Regions from separate parts of the Gossypium hirsutum genome. Here region 2 is linked to region 1. The links are chromatin contacts, called in public Hi-C maps. All regions are on one chromosome and are shown on one strand. Each heading gives the region's core, a stretch centred on a gene start, on an enhancer-like site or on the middle of the called end of the contact. The rest is flanking DNA. Distances are from core to core; before and after follow the strand shown. Region 1 holds the start of LOC107888885. Region 2 holds the start of LOC107902477 (protein OBERON 1).

The links. Hi-C and Micro-C count contacts between places; a contact is called where the count stands out from the background.
Region 2: a contact with region 1 is called in a Hi-C map of callus, with 3 times the contacts expected there. The contact joins the promoter of LOC107902477 here to the promoter of LOC107888885 in region 1. A contact is called at or near these places in 5 of 34 Hi-C or Micro-C datasets (callus, fibers, leaf and 1 more).

What each region holds. Positions count from the first base shown.
Region 1 is chrA09:53,043,971-53,051,237 of Gossypium_hirsutum_v2.1, forward strand. LOC107888885 reads left to right here and starts at 4,694. Exons shown (of 3, transcript XM_016813143.2): 1 at 4,694-5,706. The coding sequence starts at 4,889.
Region 2 is chrA09:53,758,526-53,765,792 of Gossypium_hirsutum_v2.1, forward strand. LOC107902477 (protein OBERON 1) reads left to right here and starts at 3,795. Exons shown (of 5, transcript XM_041077657.1): 1 at 3,795-4,056; 2 at 4,768-5,182. The coding sequence starts at 4,807.

The DNA.
Region 1 (7,267 bases), core at 3,444-5,943:
AGAGTGGTAGCACTACGGACTTTGGGTTAAACTCTGAGGGGGTGTTATGTTTCTGAGGCCGGATATGTGTACCGAATTATTCTGATTTGAGACAGTTTATACTGAGAGAGGCGCATAGTAGCCCTTATGCTATGCACCCTGGTGGAAATAAAATGCACCAAGATCTTCGAGAGTTGTATTGGTGGCCAGGGTTGAAGCGAGAGGTTACTGACTTTGTGACTAAATGTCTAACATGGTAGCAGGTTAAGACTGAGCATTAGTTGCCTTTGGGTTTGCTGCAGTAGGTTAAGATTCCGTTATGGAAATGGGAGCGAGTAACAATGGATTTCATTAGTGGGTTGCCTTTAACACCCACTAAGAGGGATTCAGTATAGGTCATCATGGATCGATTGACTAAGTCTGCTTACTTCGTACCGGTTAGGATAGATTATTCTTTGTAGAAGCTGGCGAAGCTTTATATTTCTGAGATAGTGAAATTGCATAGGGTACCGATTTTAATCATCTCTGATAGGGATCCTCGCTTCACATCTCAGTTCTAGAAAAAACTACATGAGGCTCTGGGTTCAAGGTTGGACTTCAGTACTGCGTTTCATCCTCTGGCCGATGGTCAATTAGAAAAGGTGATTTAGATACTAGAGGATATGTTGAGGAGTTGTGCTATCGATTTTCGAGGCAGTTGGGAGGAGTATCTGCCACTAGCAGAGTTTGCTTATAATAACAGTTTCCAGTCCAACATTCAGATGGCACCTTACGAAGCTCTGTATGGTCATTAGTGTCGCACTCCCTTGTGCTGGACTGAGTTGGATGAACGACGTGTTCTGGGTCCTGAGTTTGGTTTTTGAAACTGAGGTTAAGGTCAGATTGATTCGGGATCAACTGAAAGTGGCATCGGACAGATAAAAGTCTTACATAGATATAAAAAGGCATGAGATTGAGTATTCTGTGGGGGACTTTGTGTTTCTTAATGCCTCTCCATAGAAGAAGGTTCTAAGGTTTGGTCGGAAGGGCAAGCTAAGCCTTAGGTTTATTGGGTCTTACCGAATTTTGAAGCGAGTGGGACTGGTCACTTATCAGTTATAGCTACCTCCTGAGTTAGATCGTATCCATGACGTGTTTCACGTCTCTATGCTAAAGCGCTATCGCTCTGATCATACTCACATTGTTTTTGTGGAGGAGATTGAGGTTAGACCAAATCTGACCTTCGAGGAGGAGCCGCTTTAGATTTTGGATTGCGACGTAAAAGTTCTAAGAAGGAAATCTTTTCCTTTTGTGAAGGTGCCGTGACGGAATAATAGCACTGAAGAGGCTACGTGAGAGCCTGAGGATACGATGCAGTAGCAGTATCCTCATCTGTTCTAATCAGGTAAATTTCGAGGACAAAATTTTCTTTTAGAGGGTAGAGTTGTAATGCCCCAAAATTTATATTTTTGTTTCTGGATAAATTTAACACAACTGTGTACCTGCTTCAGTGGTTATGTGTTCTGAGTGTGTGTGTGAAGCCCTAAGTTCAAGCACTACTTTGGGCAAATTTTAGTATTTTTTTTTATGAATTAAACCCTATCTCTAGTCAGTAGGCTTTTAATTAGAAGGTTGCAAGTAATTAACAGAATAGGCTTACTGGTCTGGTGGTTAAGTGGAGTGTTAGTTGGCTGTTGATCAGGTGTTTGAATCCCTATGTTGGTATGGGTATTATTATTTTTGAGCGTTTGACTAAAAGAATTCTGATAGCTTTCAAAGACTGAGAGTGGGGGTTAGTAGAGAAAAATAAAGGACTGGGGGTTATCAGAAACTGTCATCCTTTCTTTTTGTAAAAACACTCTCTCAAGTTTTGACGGCTATTCTTTTCTTTTCTTTTCTCACTGCCGAATCTCCTATTTCTCTTTTCTTCTTCATCGTTTTGATTTTGGTTCAATTCGTCTCCGTTTGCGCATTTTCTGATTTCATCATTCGGTAAGTAGTTTTATTAAACGTTAACGCTTTTCGAATTAGTGATTGATGAAGAGCTGGTTTTGTTATTAACAATTTAGGCAAAGGTTAAGATTTGGTTGGGGTTCCTGCAACGATCTAATTGATTTGGATTTGGATCAATAACGGTAAGTTTTCGCGAGCATTTAGGATGTTGTGAGGTTTTGGTTACAAAATAATTTCGATTGAGTCACATTAGTGTTACTGATTTCAGGCGTTGAAATGTCGATTTTAGGTTTAGGAAAGCTCGGAATAGTTTTCGCAGCGAAACGATACTAGTTATGTACCTGGAAATGCAAAAAATAAGGTTTTGACGAAAGCCGAAAACCTCATTGTCGACGCCACAAGGGCGTGTGGTCACCTGTGTAGTACACCGTGTGTGATACACAGGCTAGACTAATTTTGGCCATGTGGGCCCACACGGGCGTGTGGTATTTTGGGCCAGGTCGTGTGATCCATATGGCCAAGACAAATTTAGGCCGTATGGGCCACACGGGCAAGCCACATGGGCGTGTTAGCCCATTTATCTGGAATGATTCCTAGGGTTGCATGGGTTGCCCAAGACGATTGTAAACCTACTGTAGGGTTGGTGAGTATTACCTAGACCCCTAAATGTATGATCTGAGTGTATGTAATGCATGATAAATTATACATGATTACTAATATATATATGTATACGCATGACTGATGGTTGCATAAAGACATGACATATTGTATGTTTGCATTGTATTGGGTTGGGATGACATATTGTATGTTTAGGAGCTATCCATTGACAACCATTTTGTCTCCCATTAAGAGACCCGTTGGTTCTAATCTAACCAAACTAGATTTAAAGCTCAATTATGTTCAAACTAGCCTCTATATTTCTCAAAATTTTCAGTAGAGACCACCAGCTTATGGTTTTATTTAATTTAAATCCTAAAGGTTCCTAATTTTTGGGTTTCAAAGGAAATCGGGTGTGACAACCCAAAATGAAATCCTTGCAATTTTATCACTCAACTTTTAATGCGCTTTCATTTTAGTCACCCAATCGTTAAATCTTTAACACCAGTTTACCTGTACATGCCACATCATATTCACACTTTCATTTTAGTCATCCAGCTTTTAAGTTCCTTTCATTTTGCTTACCCCAAAAATATCATTTTTTTAAAAATATTGATCGGGGTAAAAAACATTAAGGATTAAAGTGAGAAAAGGGTAGAAACTAAAATAATACAATTAAAATTGTCAAATTTGTACTTGTTTATTCCTTTGTCTAAAGTTCTAATTTTCTTTTTCTTTCAATATTGAAAATTTTAAATTTCAAAACATCAAAATTTATTAAATAAGTTATTGAAAACTTTTTATCCTTTGATAATGTCAACCAATGTCGATTTGTTACTATAATATTAAAATTAATTAAATTAATTTAGTCTCCTTTTAAATCTTAAAATTTTATTTTATGTTTCCAAATTAAAATCAATTCAAATAAATCATCCTTAATAATTGCATATGAAACTCAAATTTTTTTTGATTATATGATCTCGAGTCTTTCATACTAAGCTAAAAGTAAAGAAAAATTCTTACAATTAATTAAATTAATTAAATTTATCTTCCATGCCCAAACAAAACCTAGAATTTTTTCATCACTTGTTTACCAAAACGAAAAATAAGCAATTAATTTATTTAATTGCAATGATTTTTCTTTTCTTTTAACTTAACATGGAATATTCAAGTTTATATAATAAAAAAAATTTAAATTTTTGCATAAAATTATTAAAGAAATTTAAGTTTCTTTCGGCAATGGGATAAACAAGTACAATTTGACAATTTTTAAAACATTATTTTAGTTTCTACCACTTTTTCACTTTTTCACTTTAATGTTTTTTTACCCAATCAATATTAAAAAAGGGATGTTTTTGGGTGACCAAAATGAAAGGCTGAACATGATGTGGAATGTACAACTTAAGTGGCGTTAGAGATCTAACGGTTGAATGACTAAAATGAAAGCGCCCTAAAAAGTTAAGTGACAAAATTGCAAAGATTTTATTTTGGATGACTAAAATGAAAGCGCCTTAAAAGTTGGATGACCAACTAGATAATTTACCCTCTATATATGTATGATTTATATGATACTATATTCAATTATTATTAAATAATTAGGGTTAAGTAATTAAGTTATTTGAGATTGTTATGTAATATTTAATTTGTTTGGAATTCTTGTGTTTAAGTTGTTTTGTATATTTGAATTGTTATTAAATTGTTATTTTTAATATGTTTGGATTGTTATTTAACTATTTTTGTTAATTTACATTTATTTAGTGTTAATTATGAATAAATTTTATTTAAAACTAATTTTTTGTTTGAATTTATATTATTTTGTGGATTCATATCTGGATTTTTATCTTACATATGATTGAAAATGTTAAATTTAGTTTTTTTACGGATTATGATATTTAATTCAGATTCAAATTTAGATAATAATACTCAAATAATTTACGGATTTAAATTCAAATAATCAAAAAAGTGAAATAATCGATTTAGTGTGGCTACTAATCCTTGTTTAAGAACCTCTTTAGCTAAGTAAATGCTCCACCAAGTATAAGTTGCATTTGATCCAATTCTCAGTAGTAAGAAGTTTGTGTTATTAAGTAATTTGCTTTCAAAACTCTATAGAACAAAGAACTCAAATTATGGATTAAACGCCATCCTTGTTTATATAAACATGCCACATTGATGTCATTAGGTAAAAAAAATTATTTGACAAGTACTGAATTAAATCTTAAACTTTGACAAATTATAGGGGTTGAGGGCAAAATTTGATCTTTCTTTTTTTTTTGAAAATCTAAATAATTTACGGGTGAACTTTACAGTGAATAAAAGCTCCATCTTCCTGTGATTCCCCTAAATGCATCCAAAAGCCTTAAAATCCAACTAAATTCCAATGATGGCGGGACCGAATCCGCCAAAACAACCGTCATCCTCCTCCAACAACCACCGCAAATCCCGCTGGGAATCTTCCTCTTCCAGCGCCAATAAAAACCCCTCCTCCACAACCGCCGACCACAAGTCCTCCACCAAGCCCAGCCCATCCACCAGGACTGGCCCACCTCCAAGCTCCGCTGCTCAAAACAAGTCACAATCCGACCCCAATCAAGCTCATCCACCCTTCCCCTTCCCCGATCCAGCCGCCCTTGGCCCTCCGCCTCCACCGGCTTATGGATTCCACATGCTGGAGCGTCGGACAATCGTCCTTTACGACGGCAGCGTCCGCTCCTACTTTGCTCTCCCGCCCGATTACCAGGACTTTCCTACCCGACCCATACTCGGACCTCGTGACTTCGGTAGCCCATCAATGGGCTTCCGCGATAATCGCGATTATTGGAATTCGCCGGGTGACGGGCCTGGCCCGTTAAAGAGAAAGTACAGCGATGAAGGAAAAGACCTAAGAGAGGAGAAGAAGGAAAAGATCTACACTTTGGGGCCGGGCGGGTCAGACCGCCTAACTGGAATGAGTAGCCCGCTTGGAAATGAGGAAACTAGGGCAGCCAAGTATATGAGAGTTGGTGGGGGATATCAAAATAATAATGCGGGGTTTAATCATAAGCATTTGGAGGTTGATCAAAGTGCTCTAAAGAAGGCGTTTTTGCACTTTGTGAAGGCAGTTTTTGAGAATACGGGGCAGAAAAAGAATTACTTGGAGGATGGTAAACAAGGGCGGCTTCAATGCTTGGCTTGTGGCAAATCTAATGCCAAATTTAGGTTTGATTCTGAATTGGAATTAACTTCTTGAATGCTATTTTTCATTTTTTGGGACTTGAGTTCCATATTTTACTGCTTAGATGCTTCTGTTCTTTCTTAATTTGATGTGTTGCAACTAGTTAGATTAGATTGCTTGTTTTGTGGCTGTTAACATTTTAATATATTAAGCTAGAGTGCTGTATTTGATAGGTGATATTGACTTAAGGATGCAAATATCTTGGAGCTTGAATTTAGTTGACTTGTGTTGCATTTACTGCACATAGCACTGAAATCGTTTCAGTGCAGGTGTTTGATGTTGTTACCTATTTCTTTCTAGAATAATATTTGTCAAGTGTTATTCTTTTGGATAATGTCTGGGTTTTAATACAATGTTTCCTTTTCTTATTCTGATAGGTGTTTTATAGCATAAACTATTACTAATAAGGATTAGCTGGTGAGTTTCAATAATAAGTTATGGATAAATAATACTGATAGTGCTTACAATAATTGTTAAATTCAGTTGAGGTAATGCAACGCTGAGGCAGTGTTGTCTCCCCCTTTTATAAATGGTTTTCCGGACATTTTTCAACAATCTGATATTTCTAGGGTTTTAGGTAAGTGCGCAATCTGATCTCTTTAGCCTGACCTTAAATCTTGGATTTGCTATTACCTTTTTGCTGGTTTGCTTTGTTCGTGGCATAGTTAATCTTGGTTTGCTATAATCTTGGTTTTGTTGGCTGCTTGCTTTTACTAACTGGTTCAGAGAAGTGCTTCCCATGTGCCATTGCTTGTGTTATTTTGTATTACGGTTTTTTATCAAACCCAAGTCAGTCTATGTCTTCATCATAAAAATGAAAAATGGCACTTTCTGCTAGCAAGCTTTGGTGCTGGATTGCTGTGTTGGTGATTCGTCATTGTTGATTATTTACTGACTCAAGCCTAATTTATTCATAAAATGAAGGGTAGGTTGTACCAATGTATATTTCTCTATAGTGCTTCGATGCAATAGTGATTGTAGTTGTACATAAGGACACCAGTTTATTTATCCATGCAGTGGAAAATTTGTCAGAGATAAAATTGCTGTTATATATATGTTGTATTATTGTAGCTCTTTTTTCTGTTGCTGGCCTCTGTGTCCTGTACGGTTACTTATTCATATTTGGCTATGTTATTTTTTCTGATGGGTTTTAATATTAGATTCCCATTCATTTTCATTTTCAATATAGTAAATTTGATTTTGGATTAACATCAGTATTAATGAGTCTGACCCTTTGCAGTTTCTACAAGTCACTGTTTTTGGGTAGTAAGCATGTCCCTAGTTTGGTTTTGGAAAGTAAGGGGATTTCAGATCCCTTTCCAAGTACCTTTCATCACAATTTAGTCGTAGGTTGGAGCTAAATTGCACCTTTTGCATTTTATAATTACCTTTTCTTTCATAGCAACATGTTGTAATTACCTTATGTTCTTGTAGGCTTTGATCTGGATATTCCTGGTAGACGTTAGTCCTTGTGGCTTAGTTGTTGGTAGTTTATGGCCGATATTTTATGCTGCTTGGTACTAATATACTGTGGTCTGTAACTTC
Region 2 (7,267 bases), core at 2,545-5,044, 710 kb after region 1:
AGTTGTTTAAAGTTAGGATTTGTAATTGGGCATTAAGGGAAGTTAAGTAACCATGCTGCGATGTGCATGCGATGAGGCTATGAATCAACATAAATACAATTATAAATATAGCAGTGTACTGCAAGTGTGACAGGTTAGTTGTAATATTTTTAGTGTTACAATGGAACACTTTGAGTATTCCAAGGGTCGAACCCACGGGATTTCCAAATTGGTAAATGTTTTTATCAAGTTAATTACAAGTTAAGCAATTACTAATCTAATCGAGTAAAAAATTATTAGTGCAAATTCAAATATAATTTGTTTATAAACTAAATTTAAATTATCAATTAAGCAAATTAATCTAATTTTCTTCATTATTGTTTTAGACAATGTAAATGATAAAATGTTGGTTGATTGATTAGTCAATTGCCAATTAAACGAATAAACCTATACCAATTATATTGTTTTTCACTCTAAGCTAGGAATCTCCTCCTAGCCTCATCCTAGACTAAAAGATACCACCTAAGCTTTCCTCCCGATCTCACCTAAGCATATAGATCTCCTTTCAGTTTCACTATTCAGCATAATTATATTGAACTATCTAATGATAAACTCTCCTTTCAATCTCATTTATCTAAATTTTCCATTAGAAACATCAACTCTAGCATATGAAGCATTTCAATATAAAATAATAACTAAACAATCAAGTATTGACATAAACTTAACCCAACAATCAATTCATGAACTAACCAACAAGCAATATTGGCACATAATAAAGCTTAACACCCAAAAAGACATTTCATCAAACAATTTATATTTACAATATAAATGTAAAAGTAAAAAATACTCATTTAGATGTGGAACCAATGGCACCCAAAAGCTTGATCCATTTCCAATTACAAAAGTCTTAACAATAATGAAGAAAGAAAACAACAAAAATAAAATCTATTTTAAAAAAGAAAAAAGGACAACCTAATCTAAAAATGAAAAGAAAAGAAAAGAAACCCAACTTAAAACTATGAAAAGTAAAGAAAGATGATCAGCCATAAAAAAGTCCCTTTCCAAAAAGCTTATAAAGTAGTATTTATAGTCTACTAACATTTAACTTAACATTGACAACTATGCCCTTAAATGAAAAGTGACTTAAGCATGTGTAGACACAAAATTACTCCTGCAATTTTTCATCTCGTCAGGCTCTAGTGTCGTAACACCCTCAAAAGTAGGCACCAATTTGGCTAGGGGGTCTTGATGTCTCGACATTGACTAGCTAGTGTCGCAACATCCTCGGTGGTGGCCATGACTTCTTCACTTCAACAACTAGCAGTGGTATCACGACATTGGCTGCTTGGTGTCTCGACCAATGTCGCAACACAACACCCTTAGTGTCTCGACCCTCTCAACAATTTGCTCCTGGTTGATTTCTTGTTGAAGTCTTGCACACTTGAGGTAATAAAGGCTCAGTGTCCCGACATTCTAGCATTAGTGTAGTGACATCCATGTCAATTGTTTTTCACTTCAAGGTTTGGCCGTCGTCATCTGCCAATACAAGCTCATATCAATCATTAGACTCCCAATGACATAGTTTTGCCAATTTGGGTCTCAAAAGAGGTACGATATGAGAACAACTATCATTAATACTAAAATCTAAGAATCAATAAAAAATAGTAAAAAGACTCATAAATTACTTAAAAACAAACTAATTAAGTACTCAAGAGAACCTAATTTGACATATTAAATTACGATAGATCATTAAGCCCATCAATTTCATGGGCCTGAGGACCTTAATGCTCGCATCAAGTTCATTTATGAGTATTTTCATATAATTTATTAATATTTTTTATAATTAATATCTTATTTAAATATTATATATATTAATTTCTTTTAAATATTGGTAAATTTGAAACGGTATACCAAAATAAATTAATACCGATATGTACTAGCTCTAATAAAAAAAAAATAATGTGTCTACTAATGCAATATTAACTACCTTAATTAGAATAACATATAAAAGATTGCACATAAACTTTTCGTTGAAAATATAACTTGAAAAATCAAACATGAATAAGATAATTTTTATTATCAAACTTTGTAGGTTACAATTTTTGTAGTTTCTTGAATGAACTTTTTTATTCTTTTCTTTCAGGGTCATTTAAATTAGATCTTGAACAGGTGTGGCTTGTTATTGAGATTTGATATTGAAAATAGATTTGAAGAGTTTCTTACGAATTGACGCAAAGGTTTTTGAAATTTAATCTTGGATCAACGAGTCTTCTTTAAGTATCGTCAAAATTTGATATTGAAACTAGATTGTTATATTTAATCTTGAAACTAAAGTTGATATTTTTTGCGTTGATGCAATAAGATCGGAGAGAGTTTAATCCAAGCAAGAGTCTTTAAAACTTGGTTTTAGATGATTGAGTCTGCTTCAAAAGTTCACGAGATTTGATCTTGAGTGCTTGACTCTATTTTAAAGAACATCGAGATTTGGTCTCGTATCATTGGTAAACTAAGAAAGCAAAGCATCTTTTTTTTTAGAATGCTTGAAAATTAGCTTATAATTCTTCAAAAAAATTTTAAGTTCTAAGATTCTTTTAAAGAATTTTTAAGGCTTTTTAATCTTTTAAACTTCTAAAACTTTTGTTGAGTGACTCATTTTTATAGTGCCAATTTTTCTAATATAAATTTTCCAAATATGAATTCTATAAAAATTAATCTCCCTTATTAATTAATTATTTAACAATTTATTTAAATTAACTAGGAAAAAATTCATTTCTTTTTTTGTCATTTAGCTAATTTAACTTTATTAAAAACAATACACTTTTTTATCATTTATCTTTTAATTATTAATTAAAGCTACATATCTTTTTAAGAATATAATCTCTTTACAAAAAGATTGTTAAGTTAAACCTACACATGAGTTGACTAATTGGGTTTCAATTTGAATTATTTATTATTTATTTATTTTTAGCTTGAGTAAGCACATAAATTTGGTTTACTATTTAAAAAATATAAAAAAATTGTATTTATTTATATTAAATTTAAAAGACGAATTGATTTGTCTGTGGTTATCACGTTAAATTATCAAAAAGTTTATTACTTTAATAAAGTAATGAATATTTTTGAGATATTTTTGTCTCATTACAATTTTATATGAAATCCAAAAATTATATGCTTATCATAAAATTTGAATTCAAGATATAATAACATTCAAACCTTTAATTTTATCATTTTAACTAAAATTATTTTTAATTTTTATATAATTTTTAGTAAAAATATTACATAATTACTTTTAACTATATCTTAGTTGTACCATAATTTAACTAATATTTTTATATTCGAGCTCTTGATATAATGTATGTAAAAAAAAAAACCTTTTATTAAAACAAAGTTCTAGTTGTCTTCAAATTTTAGATTGAATAAAAAAATATTGTAAATAATTTTACATTATTTTGTAATTTTTTATATAATTAATAATCATTAAATTTATTGATATATTTATATTTTTCATGCGTATAACTTTTTTAATTGATTCGATAATTTTATTATATCAATTTAAAATATTATCTATAATAATGTATATTAAACGATTAAAAGTTTTAAATTTAGATCGATATAATAAAGATATCAAACTAATTTAAAAAATTATATGTATAACAAGTACAATTATTTTAACTAATTTAACATTGAATTGTTGAAATATAAATTATAGATAAAATTACTTATAAAATCATATTAATTTTATACTCTTAAAAAATAAATAATAATTTAAATTTATTCAGGTTGAAATTGATAAAATCTTTGTCCAAACTCGGCCCAACACATAATGATTATTTTTTAAATTAGGGTTTCATCAGTTCTTCAATCTGCAATAGAAAAATATCGTTTCTCAATTTTTACATTTTCTGCCCTTTAATCCTAACCCTAAAGTTAGTCTTCTCTCTGCTAATTTCTTTTTAAATTTTGTTATCTCAAAATTATTTGATTTCCATTTTAGAAAACCGGAAACAGATTTATTTCTGTTTTAGCAGGTGCAGAGATCGTCAGTCTTGCTCCCGTGAAATTGTTATACAGTTCCAGGTGATTTTTTTTAGTTCTTTTTTTTCTGGCGTTTTCTTCCTTCAATTATTAAGTGAACAGATGAAATTTTCTAAATTAATAGACGCTAATAACTTAAAATTTACGTTCAAGAAAATTGGATTTCTTGAAGAGATTCTTGAGTTTTTTATTGGATGCTAAAGGAACCTGCATTGTTTTTTATTATTGTTATTATGATGCCATGCCATTAAATTTTGAATCATTAATCTAAATTTAAATGCTTTTCGCAATATTTATTTGATTTTTCCTCCAGTAAATTAAAAATGTCTAAACTATTTTTTTTTATGAAAAAGATTTTAATTGCTAGATATGTATAAAAGACAATATTCTTGATTACAATAATAAAAATATCTGATCGAATCGAAATTTAACATGCACCATCAATGTAGTTATATTGCTAAATCCAATTAGTAGTATGTTAAAATAGCAATCATATATTAAGTTAAAATTAGTTTTACACTTGTCTATATATGTCTGAGTATCTTCTTTTGGGGTACTGTTCTGAATGCTGGAAACAGTTTGAGTAGTTCTCAGTACGAAATTTCAGGGGTAGATTCTTCTTTGCTATGGAAGACTGTAAATATGGCTAAGCAGGATGTCATAGGATGAAATTTATGTTGCAATTACTGAGAACTGTTTTGTAATCTTTTAATGGCTGAACATGTAAAAAATTTTGAATTGCATTTAATGCAGTGTGCTGGTTCTTGGCTACTTCTGCTAAACTTGAATCTTATGGATATTGATGATACTAAGGAAAATAATGGAAGCACGCCTAGACGAAGAGAAAATAGTCTTCATCTCAGTCCTGTTTTGCCAGAGGCATCTGGGTTTGGGTTGCCGTATGCTCCAGTGGATTGGCCTAAGAAGGGTGACATATGGGCTTGGAAAGTGGGAAGGAGAGTAGCCATTACTGGCCATTTCTTAGATAGGTATTTGTATCCTCCAAAGCGCCTCCAAAAGCTTGTGGACTCAGGCAGGAAACGTGGTCTTGCTAGCAAGCTTTCAGTTGAGCGGTATGTCAAATTGGCGTTCCCTGATGCAGATATTAATGCTTTTTTTGCTTCATTCAGCTGGAAAATCCCTGCAATGAAACATTCTTTGACAAACGGTCAGCCTCAAATAACTGTGTTCATTTTCCTCATTCTATTCTACAGTCTTCATGTTCTCGTTTTAGTTTTTGTAATTATTTATATGGTTCATTGCATTAACGTCTGCATTCTTTTAACTAGTGTAACGTCATAATCCTCTGTTGTCAATATATAATATCTGATTCAGTCTTTCAGTTATTTAGCCTCTTTGGTTGGATCAATAGTTCTCTCCTATATGATTCTCTGTGATCAACTTAGACTTGAGTGTCAAGATGCTGTTAGCCAATTTGGGTGACTTCGATGATTATCCGATACTTTTGGTTGAAGGACATGTTTGACTTGTTGCCAAGTTAACTCTTTGTTACACTTAGAGTATGTTTGAATGAAGGATTTAGAGAAAGAATTGCATTTCTATTAAAGGTTTTAAAATTCGAAAAATGAATTTACTTATTTAGGCTGAAGTACATAATGGAAAATTTTAAGTAATTTCGAAAGGGGATTCGAGTTTATCGAAATTCTACCTAAAAAGGTGCTTTTTTTTAATGTTTCTGATAATCTTATTTCATGTAACGCATATGGTCCCACTATAAATGAAAAACTTAAACTTCAAAATATTATTTTTTTAAATTATACTTATAGTTTATTCCAAAAATGAATTTACTTATTTAGGTAAAAATAAATAATGGAAAATTTCAAAAAATTTTAAGAATTTCGAAAGGGAATTTCAGTCTATCCCAATTCTACCTAAAAAGGTGGTTTTTAAAGTTTCTTATAATCTTATTTCATTTAACACATATGGTCCCACTATAAAATAAAAAACTAAACTTCAAAACATTATTTTTATTTAATTTAATCTATATTTTATAGTTTATATTATTAAAAATATTATACATTTTTTTGATTTCTTAGATTCTTAACCATGAAATGCTCCGTATTGTTGAGTAGGTTGGGGTTTTCTAGTCACCTGACATGTTTTTCATCCTTCGATGGATGAAAAGTTTTATGCAGGATAAAATGAATATAAAGCTATTGATTTCTACTAATATTGTTTTATGGAATTAAAAGCCATTCTTCAAATGATGTTGACTCTCTGTAGGCAGCTTGTATAGTTTATTTGAGTTTAATTAATGAAGACAATATCCCATCTGACCAACAAAAGAATTGATGTGCTAGTCATTTTTAAATTAAGTATCCTGTTAGTGTCTTGCCTGCATTCTAGATGCATTCTTTGCATCCTAGAGCTTAGCCATAGATAATGAAGTAATTCCTTTTAACCATTAGCAGCTTACTGCTTAATATTGGAATCACACTGCTCTTTATGACAATCATATTCTTTAGTGCACTCATTGAGAGTTAATACAATCTTATGAAGTGTCTTTCATGGTACTCATAGATATGGTCTTGTTTTTTTAATTCATTTGCATAGGCATTGCTGGGTAGTGTATTAGGAAGATGGAAGGGGTGAGTGGAAAAGTGAAAGGAAAATTATTTTCTTTGTTTATTTTTTTTACTATCCAAAATAAGTAGATAAGCTTCTACAGTTCAAACTGAACTGCAAAACAAAAAAAAAAACAGTTTAGACACTATGCATGCATAGTATCGCATATACCTCAAGCACAACTTAACTCCCTATTAACGGTGTTCCCTGCTAAATTCCTTAAATGATACCAACTAAATCTTATTGTAGCTGGAATAACAGAAAGAATTCCTCCATTAGTTCAATTGTTCCTTTCCTTTGGTAATAGATGTAAGCGTTCCATGCTAAACATACAATAACAGAAATGAGAGCTTTTCCTTTTCTGTGCCAAGTGCAACGCCTCTTGCCAGCCTGCAGCAGCTCTGTATATACCACATTCTCACAATACTTTCTCCAACAACTTAGAACACAACCATGTCAAAAGATGGTCACAGGTCTCCTCTGGTTGTTGTAGAGAAGGCAAATCACTGATCCCAAGTGTCTCCCTTAGTCTAAATCTTGTAGGCAGCCTTCTAACAAAGCTACCCAGGAGATTAAGGCCTGTCTAGGTGTGTGAATTGTTTAGCCTAGCCTCTACCTATTTGCTTTCTCTTTTTTGTCCTATTTCCTCTCATACATAGACAGCCTT